Regions from separate parts of the Mus musculus genome. Here regions 2 and 3 are each linked to region 1. Evidence: chromatin contacts called from public HiChIP or PLAC-seq data. All regions are on one chromosome and are shown on one strand. Each heading gives the region's core, a stretch centred on a gene start, on an enhancer-like site or on the middle of the called end of the contact. The rest is flanking DNA. Distances are from core to core; before and after follow the strand shown. Region 1 overlaps Mtr (5-methyltetrahydrofolate-homocysteine methyltransferase). Region 2 overlaps Actn2 (actinin alpha 2). Region 3 overlaps Actn2 (actinin alpha 2).

Evidence for each region. HiChIP or PLAC-seq counts read pairs in DNA pulled down with a chosen protein or histone mark.
Region 2: a contact with region 1 is called in an H3K27ac HiChIP or PLAC-seq map of heart atrium, with 5 read pairs. The contact joins two enhancer-like sites. A contact is called at or near these places in 1 of 115 datasets of contacts at active chromatin or transcription factors (heart atrium) and 2 of 9 other capture datasets (embryonic stem cells and liver).
Region 3: a contact with region 1 is called in an H3K27ac HiChIP or PLAC-seq map of heart atrium, with 11 read pairs. The contact joins two enhancer-like sites. A contact is called at or near these places in 1 of 15 datasets of contacts at CTCF or cohesin (CD8 T cells), 12 of 484 Hi-C or Micro-C datasets (CD4 T cells, the HL-1 cell line, the N1E-115 cell line and 9 more), 2 of 115 datasets of contacts at active chromatin or transcription factors (embryonic stem cells and heart atrium) and 4 of 9 other capture datasets (adipose tissue, embryonic stem cells, liver and 1 more).

The regions. Positions count from the first base shown.
Region 1 is chr13:12,194,137-12,198,121 of GRCm38.p6, reverse strand. It overlaps Mtr (5-methyltetrahydrofolate-homocysteine methyltransferase), which reads left to right. Exons shown (of 33, transcript NM_001081128.3): 27 at 134-209; 28 at 2,729-2,884. Among named protein-coding and RNA genes, the nearest start is that of Gm10336, 9.6 kb to the right of the region's middle. Within about 2 kb of position 1,896, at least 40 of the 459 cell types and tissues checked have an H3K27ac peak or open chromatin away from gene starts, as enhancers often do. A contact at or near this core is called in heart atrium, where this site is marked.
Region 2 is chr13:12,311,858-12,315,842 of GRCm38.p6, reverse strand. The region is part of intron 1 of Actn2 (actinin alpha 2); the gene reads left to right. The region is part of intron 3 of Gm40667 (a long non-coding RNA gene); the gene reads right to left. Among named protein-coding and RNA genes, the nearest start is that of Gm40667, 4.1 kb to the right of the region's middle. Within about 2 kb of position 2,027, at least 2 of the 459 cell types and tissues checked have an H3K27ac peak or open chromatin away from gene starts, as enhancers often do. A contact at or near this core is called in heart atrium, where this site is marked.
Region 3 is chr13:12,282,350-12,286,334 of GRCm38.p6, reverse strand. Actn2 (actinin alpha 2) reads left to right here. Exons shown (of 21, transcript NM_033268.4): 13 at 3,712-3,820. Among named protein-coding and RNA genes, the nearest start is that of Gm40667, 25 kb to the left of the region's middle. Within about 2 kb of position 2,319, at least 13 of the 459 cell types and tissues checked have an H3K27ac peak or open chromatin away from gene starts, as enhancers often do. A contact at or near this core is called in heart atrium, where this site is marked.

The sequences.
Region 1 (3,985 bases), core at 647-3,146:
TCTTTTAAAAGGGTTCTGTTTTGTTTATTTGGTTATTTGTCTCGTTTGCAAAAGCTTCTACATCAGCTTCCGTGGCCATGTTTTCATTGTAGAGATAGAAAAGCTAAGTGATTCTGACTATTTTCTTCAACAGGAGAGAAAATACGTACCCCTAAGTCAAGCCAGAAAACACGGTTTCCACATTGATTGGCTCTCTGAACCTCATCCAGGTCTGTGGCTGCTGCTGGACTCACAGCTAAGTGTGATAACTGACAGTGTCTAGGACGTGTTGCAGTGCTTGGCTACAAAGGAGCCTGCAGTGAGAACTTCTCAGTTGTGTGTCATATGAGCCACTCCACCAATGGAAAAGAAAGTAGATAGGAAGACCTACTGAGTGCCACCACTGTTGTGAGATGGATTCATCATAGTATACTGAGTCCTTGATGACTCTGTACCAAGCATGGCTATTGTGTCCATTTTAACTGAAGAGAAGGGAATTTCAGATAGTAACTGGAATGACTGTCAGGTTTCTAGTATCAGGTTTATCTTCTGTAGCCTGTGCTGTGCTTGAGTGGGACTTCTCAACTGACCTGAGTTGCATGCAGGCCAAAGACTTGGCTTGGAATGTCTGAAATATAAAATGGCCTTGCACTTACAGGTCTTGAGAGACTCTGCAGCAAAGCTGGGTCCCTTTTCACTTTCTTGTTCTGTCTCTGGATGCTTCCCTTTTAATTTCTGTTATGTGGTTTCTTCCTGTTTTATTTCTAGCTACTTTTCTTACCTCACATAGGTGTTCACAAGGGAATAATATGCGTAAGATGTTTTGACAGGCTCAGAGAGACATGAGATACAAATGCAAAACCAAGACAGGGTGAAAGGGGGTTCTGTTAGCAGAATCCGTATTTTCAAGGTAATGTCTGAAATCCGCTTTCAGTGCTCATGACATCTGTGCTCTACACATGCTCTGCAGAGTTGAGATGAAATTGCAAATGTAGGTGTGCTCAGTTCTGATTTCACTCCTGCTGGGTTCAGGGTGGTTTAGTGGAAAGAGTGCCAGACTGGGAGCTGGAGGCCCGAGTGCTTGTCCCTACTTGGCTCCTGGCTCTGATTCACTGTTGTGACCTTGAGTGTCTGTCTTCTGCATTTTTACAAGCTCCGTTGTGTAAAGGGGGATTACTTTAAGGAAATGTTCAAAGGGTAAAATTAGATACTAATGTGAAAACCTTTGAAGACCTAGAAATCACTAGAGCAGAGTCCATGCTGTGGGTCTTTATTTACTGTTTATCTTTACTCTAAACGTTGGTCTAGAGGCGTCAGGGCAAGTTGTCGATCCTAAAAGGGCTGTGGCTCCTGGTAGTGGTGGAGATACTTCTTGGGTTGCCTTTTTTAACCCCCATATGATGCATCACTCGGCTCTATCTACCTTACTGCCTGAAGGATGCGGGTCTCAAGGTATGGCCTTCCCATGTTTTGAGGCTATTCCAGTTATCTTCAGGGAGCTATAGGACATCAAACCCTAAAAAGGACAGCTTTCTCTCTCTAGACCTTGGGAAGAAGAGCCTGAAGCAACAACCCCAGGATTCTGGGCATGAAGCTTGATCAAGAGTAGCCCTGCCCTCAGCAGCTCCACAGCTGCAGGCCACTGTAACAAGAGGCCTCTTTAAGTCTGGAGTGTCAGTGGTCTCTCTTCAGTTTCTCTCCTAAGAAGACTATCCAGACTTTGTTAACAAAGCTGTTCAATGGTGGTTGAAAAGAGGGGCAGTTGTGAATCATGGGAAGATGGCAGAACAGATGGGAGGAGTCACTGCGGTGCAGGAAGGCAGAGATTCTAGTTAAGAGCTCCTCCGCTCTCCCCTTGCTTCCTGAGAGGCCGGTGTTCTTCAGAGCAGCTGCTAACAGTGGAACAGCCAGTCCTCAGATCCCTAGTCACAGGGAGACATGGCCATTCAGAGTTGGCAGTAGCACTGGTACCTTGGCCTCTGGCCCAGTATCCATGTGGCATTTTGTCCTTGGTGTCCTGAAATGGCTGGAGCACAGTCTGCCTATAGAGGCCCCAGAATCATGTATGTTATGGTATGTTTCAGGCTTGGATATAAAGGACAATTTCTGAACACCCCTCTATTTCCATTATACAATCTAAGAAATGATTTATGACTCCTTTTTTTTTTTAAAATCGGGTATTTATTCATAGTGGAGGTCCTGTATTTGTCCCTCCCCTGCAGAGTAGGGAACTCATTTCAGTATATGTCCCTACTCTGTGTGTGTGTGTGTATGTGTGTGTGTGTGTGTGTGTGTGTGTGAGAGAGAGAGAGAGAGAGAGAGAGAGAGAGAGAGAGAGAGAGAGAGAAAGAGAGAGAGAATGACTGTGCAGGCAAGGCTCTTGGTTCATGTTTGTAAACCTGATACGAGTAGTGTATTACACAAGCCCTTCTGCTTCTGCAGTGGTCTTTAACACTCTGACCGTCTGTATACTCAGGGATGAACTCAAGGCTTCCTTTTTTCTTGGCTATGGTGGGGCTAGAAGGGTGGAGGGAAGTTTCCAGCAGTCAGTCAGCTGCATGGGAAAATTCCTTTTCCACAGTAATTGAAAGTTCTGTTCTTGGTAAGACAACTCCTACGGGTGACAGGAGGGAAGCAGGTGTGGGAGTGCGCTGTGGAGTGAGGAGCAGCAGAGGACACCTCAGTGTGTGTTGGTGTGAGTGCTCTCCCAGCTGCTGTGCCAACGCTGACAGCTGTGCCTCTCCTCTAGTGAAGCCCACGTTTATTGGGACCCAGGTCTTTGAGGACTACAACCTGCAAAAGCTGGTGGACTACATTGACTGGAAGCCTTTCTTTGACGTCTGGCAGCTCCGGGGCAAGTACCCGAACCGAGGATTTCCCAAGATATTTAATGACAAAGCAGTAGGTTAGTAAGTCCTGCCTGCCTGGTGTTCACGATGTGTTGTGATTCGGAGTGGTTTGAGGGAAGGCACTAAGTGTTTAGTTTGTACAGGATACAGCTGCTTCCACGTGACTCACCACTCAGCTTTCACACGAGCATTTCAGTGTTTGCTTGCCCTTATCATGTCAGGTAAATGTGCCCTTTTATTAACATTTTCTTCAAATAAATGTACTTACTGACATCAGTTACACACTGGTCTCTGCATGGCAGAGAGGCAAAAAAAAAGAAAAAAAAGGAGCTATCTTGAGGTTTAGTACCTGATTGACTACAGTGGAGCTGACAGTCCTAGGTTTGTTCTGGGCTGATGCTCGACTCTTGCTAAGGGCTCTGCCTGGGATCCCACTCACATAAGAAGAGGGGCTAGAACTCCAACAGGAGATTAGAGTGGGCTTCCTGGAAGTGGTGGGACTTGAAATGTTATTGAAGATTCCATGGGGTTGGTGAGCCTGGGTATAGGGATAGGAACCAGGAAAAAAGGATATTTCAGAGAAGGAAAGTGGGCAGCTTTGGATGCAGGTGTCCACGTGGGGAGTTGCAGACTTCGTTGTACCCAGAACACTCAAGGAAGGAGGGAGACTTGGTGTTATAAAGAAGAGAAATGAATAAATCAGTAAATTGTTCCCCTCGGTTATCGTGGGTAGCTCACCCCCACCCAGGAACCGAGAGACTTGGAATCACAGCATGAAGACGCCACAGCAGAGCAGCACGGGAGGAGGCATCCTGCTGAACCATTAGATTCGATGGAGAGAGCCCGGGAACAAGACACTTGTCAGCTTCGAGAGGGTCCTGGGCGGGTTAAAATGCTTACGGGCAGTCGAAGGCTTAGGCGAGCGGCTTCTTACTGTACTGTCCTTGTGCCCACCACAGGCAACCTGAGAAGGGAGTGTAGGACTGTACTTCACCCAGGCAGGGCAGGGCAGCACACGTTGCCCACTGAGAGCTAATGGGAACTGAAGGAGAGTGTCCCAGAGCTGTAGGACATCAGGAAGGAGGGTGCCTACCATTGCAGATGCTGACACCTTCCAGGTTACAGCACCAACACCATGTAAGAGGATTTGGGCCACA
Region 2 (3,985 bases), core at 778-3,277, 120 kb before region 1:
GGTTTGAGGAGCATTTTCCTCTGGGTCAAGTTCAGGACTATATGGCAGAAGTAAGGACCATTGTGGTCTGAGTGTTCTGCAGTCCTGCCAAATGAAAGCCAGTGACTGACAGGTTACCAGAACAGGGCCAGAACCTTGGCCCAACTCTGCGGCTCCCTGGGCTTGGAGAGCTCTCATCTGAGTCCAGGGATGACCATCGTTGGAAAGAGAAGCCAGCTTCTGCTCACAAAGCACCTGGGGTATGTGTGTGTGTGTTTCACAAAGCACCTGGTGTGTGTGTGTGTGTGTTTCATAAAGCACCTGGTGTGTGTGTGTGTGTGTGTGTGTGTGTGTGTGTGTGTGTTTCTTTGTGTTGTAGAAAGGGATTCTGCGTTTACTCCAGTTGCCCAAGTGCCACACCTAGCATCTCTTTGCTGTGACAAAGCACATGACAGACACCCAGATGCAGGAGCAGGAGGTGGCCAGTCACATGCTCATTCAGGAAGCATAGAGGGATATTGGCTTTCAGCTTGCCTTCTCATTTTCCTCTTTCCCCCTTTTGTTTTTATTCAGTTTGGGGCTCTAACCCTGGGATGCTGCCCCTCACAGTCAGGGAGCGTCTTCTTCGTCCCTGGCCCTCACAGGCATGCGCAACAGTGCATCTCATTCCAAACCCAGTCAATGTGATTGACCTTCACACCCACAGAGGCAGTGTCTGCACTCTACTTTTCTCTCTTGTATCTCTGGAACTTCAACCTTAGTTTCTTTGGAGCCGGTAAAGACTAGCGTGGATTGTCTTTCATTTCTGGGGAATAGATGGTTTGGGGTTTCTCTTTGTGGCTGACTCTGAATTCTTTTTTTGTTTGTTTTAATATTACACGTGTGCACATGTTTGTGTGCATGTGTGTGTGCATGCGCCTGTGTGTGTGTGTGTGTGTGAGAGAGAGAGAGAGAGAGAGAGAGAGAGAGAGAGAGAGAGAGAGAGGGTGAATTGGAGAACAACCTTTAGAAGTCAGTTTTCTCCTCCTGCCATATGGGTCCCAGGCTTAGCTATTGCTTTCATTCCCTGGACTGTCTCCCCAAACCCTCCTTCCAACATGTTCTTATGCCTACCTCACACCCCTTTTTTGACTCTGGCCCTTGGTATGTAGCCCAGCCTGACCTTGTATTTATGATCCTCCTGCCTCAGCCTCACAAGTGACTGGGATTGCATTGACATGCCACTGTGCTTAGCTAACTAAGTACCCCTTTTGAGATATCTAAAACGCTTGGATTTACCACTAGGTATACAGAGGAAAGGGAATAATAGCAAAGTGGAAGAGCGTTTGAGCTGGAGGGAAGATGGAGGAGATCTTGGATTGGCCAGGCACCTGTGGGATGGGAAACTTGAACATCTTTTCAGACTGGGCATCTGGCTAAGCAATCTAGTCCTCAGGTGCTTCCTGGAGTAAGGTGTTCTTAACCTCCGTGGCTATGTGAGCGTTCCAAGGTTCCATTCCCATGGACCTTTGGACCTTAGATATATATATTGCTGTGTATTAGTATATCGCTAAGCAAGGATGCCTACAAGGAAGGCTTCCGAAGGTCGCAGAGCTTTGTTGCTATCTTGTGCATCCTAAGGATCCAAACACTTTTCCCAGAAGTCTCTGTGATGAAACAGTGTTTCTAGTCTGTGACAATGAAAACTGCAAATAGAATGACAGTTAAACATTGTAAGAAGCCTTATAATTCCATTTCCGTATGCAGTGTTCAGTGGCCTTTTCTTTGCAATTACCCTGGAGCCATCTGAGCCCCCTTTCTATGATCCCCTGTAACCCCTTTTGTTGGTGCTTTGGGGAACTCATTAAAGACAGGTGTTACTCTTTGGGGCTGCGCCCTGCTGAACACATTGGCATCTTAGATTACGCTCATTCTCAGGACTCACACAACTGAGTAATATATGAGATAGGAAACCTCCACTGGTAGGTATGCCCAAGAAAAGACTTATCAGAGTGGTCCTCACAGCATTCCATGGGGGATTAGAAGCCTGTGCTGATGTCATGGGCAGCTTTGGGGCTATCTCCAGAAGTGCTTCTGACACTCTGACTGTCAACGGAACTAAGTGATAAGATACCAAGTACCATAGCTTGTTCTTTTTCAAGTAGAGCCTAAATAAAAGCAACTCTACAAATGTCTACATTGTTATGTTTTTCTCTCAAGATTTGGTATTCTATAAGACCACACACATATATAATTAATCTTGATGCTATCAGTTAAATGAGAGCAACTTGTCAGGTAGTTTTGTTGTTTTGTAATGTTGTTTCTTAAAAATTCTTTAAATTTTCGAAGTGGCGTGTGTGTGTGTGTGTGTGTGTCTGAGCACGAACATGCACAAGCCATGGTGTATATATGGAGGTCAAAGGGCATCTTGCAGGGATTGATTTTCTCCTACCATGTGGATCTCAGAAATCTCAGAAAATTTTTTTTTTTTTTTGAAAATACTTTTTTTTTTTTTAGATTTATTTATTTATTATATGTAAGTACACTGTAGCTGTCTTCAGACACACCAGAAGAGGGAGTCAGATCTTGTTACAGATGGTTGTGTGAGCCACCATGTGGTTGCTGGGATTTGAACTCCTGACCTTCGGAAGAGCAGTCGGGTGCTCTTACCCACTGAGCCATCTCACCAGCCCAAATCTCAGAAATTTTAAGTCATCGGTCTTGATGGCAAACTCCTTTCCTGCTGAGCCATATTGCTGCCCCTGACTTTTGTTGTTGTTTTGTTTATTTATTTTTGGTAGAGTCTCTTATTGCCCAGGCTGGCCTCGAATTCTGAATGTAGCCACAGATGCCCTTGAAATCCTTATTCTCCTGCTTCTACCTCCCAAGTGCTCGGGTTAGACCCTGTTTTTATTTGGTACTGAAGACCAAACTCATAACTAATGCATGCCAGGCACTCCACCAAATGAACAACACCGTCCAGAGCCTAAGTCCATATAATTGACCGGATGACTCTTAAGTAATGTTCTTGTAGTCATCTTACCTTTCCATAGCAAGGTCACTGTCTATAACAATGCTGGGATGCTCATGTCTGGGATGCTCATGGCTGGACCGCTCCATAGCGAGCAATTGAAAGATGCTGGCGTCCCTTAGAGGCTACATTTGAGTTTACTTTCCCTTAATCAGCTTAAGTTTCAGTAGCTACTTGGAACCAGAGAAGGCCACCTTGTTGGGGTCCAGGTCTGCAGGGGCTTCCATGTTGATTTCTAAAGCTCAAGCATGTTTAGGAGAAGTATTTATTCATTTAGACTCTTGGGACAATTTGATGTCTCTAAATCTGAGAAAATGCTTACATGTTTTGTCGTTGAATTTATATCCGTTTTATAGTAATTCTCGAGCGGGGTGACTGCTAACTTCGAAACTCCTCTTTATTACCTTGGAAAATTGTTTTTATGGGCACCGTGCTTTTTCTGGCCCCGTTTGGAAGCAGTCTGTTTAGGAGAGGCCGATTTGTCTCATTGTGAGTACAAGAACCTCCTCGGGTGCTCCCTGCCTACCCTCCCCATTTATCGTGCCAGGCACTCTGTTCTTAAGCCCAGCAGCTGTTGTGACAGGGGACAGTTTGCATTCTTAGCCAGCAGCTGCCCAAAGCATTTCTAATCTGGTTTTGGCAGGAAATAGCACACAAGTGAAAGCCAAATTAAAAGAAGCTTGAAAAATAACAGACTAACTTAGGGCAGCACCAAGGGGCGGTCTGGTCTCCTCTGCAGACTGTATTAGTAATTCATTAACATGACAGGGCCCAAAGGCACTCCGGGGTGGGGTCATGTGTGATCAAGTTTAAAACCCAGAATATAGGCACCTTAGACAAAACTTCAAGGTTAAGACCATGTACTACTTACTCTTCAAGGGGACCCAAGTTCAGAATCCATCACTCCCACTGAGTGGCTCACAACCATCTGTAACTCCAGCTCTAGGTGATCTGACGCCTTCCAGGTTTCATGGGCACCTACACTCACTCTCTCTC
Region 3 (3,985 bases), core at 1,070-3,569, 88 kb before region 1:
GATGAACACAACCTGGGAAGGGAACAGTTCATTTCAGCGTATGTATCCCGGTCATGTGCTCTGAAATAACAGGCCATCATGAAGGACAGTCAGGGCAGAAACTCAAGCAGGGGAGAAACCTGGAGACAGGAACTGAGGCCGAGGCCACAGAGGAGTGCTGCCCACTGTTCTCCTCCTGGCTTGCTCAGTTTGTTTCCTTCCCTTTAAATTTCTTTCTTCTTATTAGTATGAGCTTTTCTTTTATGCGTGAGTGTTTGGTTTGTGTATATGTGTGTATGTGTACTGCTTACATACTTGGTAACCATGACAAGTGGAAGAGGGCACTGGATCCCCTGGAAACAGGAGTCAGGAATGGTTGTAAACAACCATGTGGGCACTGGGATTTGAACCTAGGTCCTTTGTAAGAGTGACAAGTGCTCTTAATGACTAAGCTATCTCTTCAGCCTCTAAGTGGTTGTTTTTGTTTGTTTGTTTTGTTTTGTTTTTAATGTATCCCAGAATCACTACCTACAATGGGCTGGGCCCTCCCACATCAGTTGTTAATCAAGGAAGTACAGCTGGACAATGGACATACACACTTTTCTCCCAGCACTTTAGAGGCAGAGGCAGGTGGATCTCTGCGTTTGAGGCTAGCTTGATCTATAGAGTGAGTTCCAGGACAGCCATCCATGACTATACACACACACACACACACACACACACACTACCCTGTCTCAGACAAACAACAACAAAACAAATAAGAAAGCAAGCAAGCAAATGAAAGCGTCCTCCAGGCTTGCCCACAGCCCAGTCTTCTAGAGCCATTCATTGACTGAGGTTGCTCTCTCCTCTTAGATGACTCTAGGTTGTGTCAAGTTGACATGATAACAGGCAGAGCCTTAGTTAGGGTTTCATCGCTGTGAAGAGACACACTCGTATAAAGGTAAACATTTAATTGGGGCTGCCTTACAGTTTCAAAGGTTCAGTCCATTATCATCATGGCAGGAAGTAAGGCAGAGTGCAGGCAGACATGGTGCTGAAGGAGCTGAGAGTTCTACATCTTGATTATCAGGTAGCAGAAGGGGACTGTCTCCCGCAGGCAGCCCGGAGGAGGCTCTGTTTCACACTAGGCAGAACTTGAACACTAGGAGACCTCAAAGCCCACCTACACAGTGACACACTTCCTCCAACAAGGCCACTCCCCCTAAAAATGCTACTTCCCATGGGCCAAGTATATTTGAACCACCATAGCCAACAAACCCAGAGTAGAACCAGAGTTGAGTCTGACCCTCTAAAGTCCACCCTTTGTAACTCACTTACACCACAGTGCTCCACTTTCTTCAAATCCATGCAACTAGCCAGGGACCAAGCATTCAAAACATGAGGCCACAAGGGACATATCAGATGGAAACATCCAGAAATTTCTGGGCAAGGCTTGTAGGTTACAGGTCTACTGCCTTGCCACTTTATATCAGCATAGCATAGTTGCCTAGGGGGCAGTTGCTGGATTTGTTTTTTGGTTTATACACAAAGTAGACATAAGATCCAAGCCAACTTTGGTTACGTGAAAAGCGTGTGTTTGTAGATAGCCGGTGGCTGCTCTTAAGGACTGGACGAGCTCTAACGAGGTGACAGGGAGCTTCTGTCGCTCTCAGAATGTTCTGGAAGAACACTCAGCTAACACTCAGATGTATTTGCTCTGCTCAGCAAAAGAAACAGCAAAGTCAGTAAACACAGGCGAGTGTATGAAAAAAGAAAAAGCAGAGGGTCTCTGAGCTAGAGCGTAACGGTTCCCGATGCTCCTCCTGACGGCCTGAGGTCAATCCCCAGGACCCACACGGCACAAGGAGAGGACTGACAGCCTCACACTTGTAAGTTGTCCTCTGACCTCTGTGCACTTAGTGCGGCACACACACACACACACGCGCACATTTATAAATAAATAAATAAATAAATAAATAAATAAATAAATAAATAAAACTGAAGCCCCAAGGAAGTGGTTTTCAGGGGAGCAGGGCACTTCTGGAAAGTTCTCTAATCTCAGGCTGTTTTCAGAGAAGCCTGGTACACATGTCTTCTGATCTCCACAGTTCCTGCTCTCCTCTAAAACCTGGCAGGGTGGTTACTTTTTAAGCAGGACTCAGACATTTACCCCCGAGATGAGGTTAAGTTTTACTCAAGCTTTTTGTTTTGTGTTGTTCTTTCTTTCTACCACACTGGTGGCATCCAACAGTCCAAAGAGTCGTTGTCCATAAATGGAAGAGCTCCAGCCTGCCCAGTTTTAGAAGCCTTTCTGTGCTGGGTGATGTCACAGCCTTCTCCTGGATGGGTCACTCAGAAGGCAGCAAGCTGCATGCCCTTCTAGAGGCGCCAAGGACACAGAACCCTGCAAGTGGACACCTCCTTCCCTGTGACTCATTTTAATGTTCCAGCCACCTGGGTCAGATAGTTGGCTCCCCTTGTTGTTTCCATTTAAAAGTCATGCTCTCAGGAGGCCTCAGAGGACACAGGAAGAGAAAGTGAGCCAGAGGCATTAAGAAGACAGTGCCATTTTGAAAACTGTTGACTTAACAGGATTTGTATTAATTCTTATAATTTGTTCCAAGCGATACTATTTTCACTGGGGACAATTCAGGAAACCCTGAAATGCCCTACCAGTTTTCAGTGGCCTTCGTATTTTGTGTATGTGTATGTGGGGGGGGTAGGGGTCGGGAATCCCTGAAGTGATGTGGAGGCCAGAGGTTAGAGGCCAGTCTCAAGTGTCTTCAGCAGGTCACTCTCTGCATTTTTAAAAAATGATATAGAATTTCCTAATGGGCAAGAGCTTGAATGATTCAGCTCTGCTGGCTGCCTGCTGGGCCCCAGGGATCCCCTTGTCTGGGTCAAGGAGTAATTAAATTAGCACATCTGTGGCAGTCAGAAGACAATATTAATATTAGGGATTAAATTCACCTGTCAAGCTTGGTGGCAGGTTATCTTAGTGGTTGCTCTCACTAGCCTCCCTCTGGGTTTTCTACTGGATCTTTAAAAAAAAAAAAAAAAAGGCATGGGGATGGGGACTGGATAATAGGAGATGGCTGCCACTTGAGGACATAAGTTCAATCCCCCAGAACCCATGTTTAAAACCCCGGTACAGATGCTGGGGAGCTGACGCAGTGGCTAAGAGTGCTTCATGACCTACCTTGCTGAGGACACGGGTTTTCAGTTTTCAGAATCCATGTTAGGCGGCTTACAACTGTCTATAACCCCTGCTCCAGGGATCCGTCATCCTCTTCTGACCTCTACAGGCACGCGTGCACACGCACACACTAAAATATATATTAATGAGCATGATGGTATGTTCTTTTCATTTCAGCTCCGGGGAGACAGGTACAGGTAGATGCTTAGCGCTCGATAGGAGACAGCTTAGCTGAATAATGCAAAGCCCTGGCTACTAGAAGACTCTATCTCAAAAAAAAAAAAAAAAAAAAAAAGTTGGGAGTTTAATGGAGTTTAATGACTGACAGAAATACCCAGGGTTTACCTATGGTCTCCAAGTGCACGTGCACATATATGAGTGTACATTTGTTCACACATACATTTGTATACACGTGTGTGTGTGTGTGTGTGTGTGTGTACACACGCATGCGTACACAGACACACACACACATCTCTTCCCTGTTTATTTCCAGCTTGTGTCCATTTCCCTCACACCATTTGGGAGGATTCATCTTTCTTTCTTGCTTTCCACAGTGAACTGGACTATCACGATGCTGTGAACGTCAATGATCGGTGCCAGAAAATTTGCGACCAGTGGGATAGATTGGGGACGCTCACCCAGAAGAGGAGGGAGGCCTTGGAGGTGAGAGCCTTGAGCGCTTCTTGCCTTGAAAACTCCTACAGAGGCTCCATAGTTGAATCAGTGGTGTTAATTGTGTTTCTCCGTGACTCATGTGGAAACAACCAAACGTTATCCAGTAAACGGGAATGTTAAAAGTGGGAATCACGGGACCAGGTGTAGCTTTGC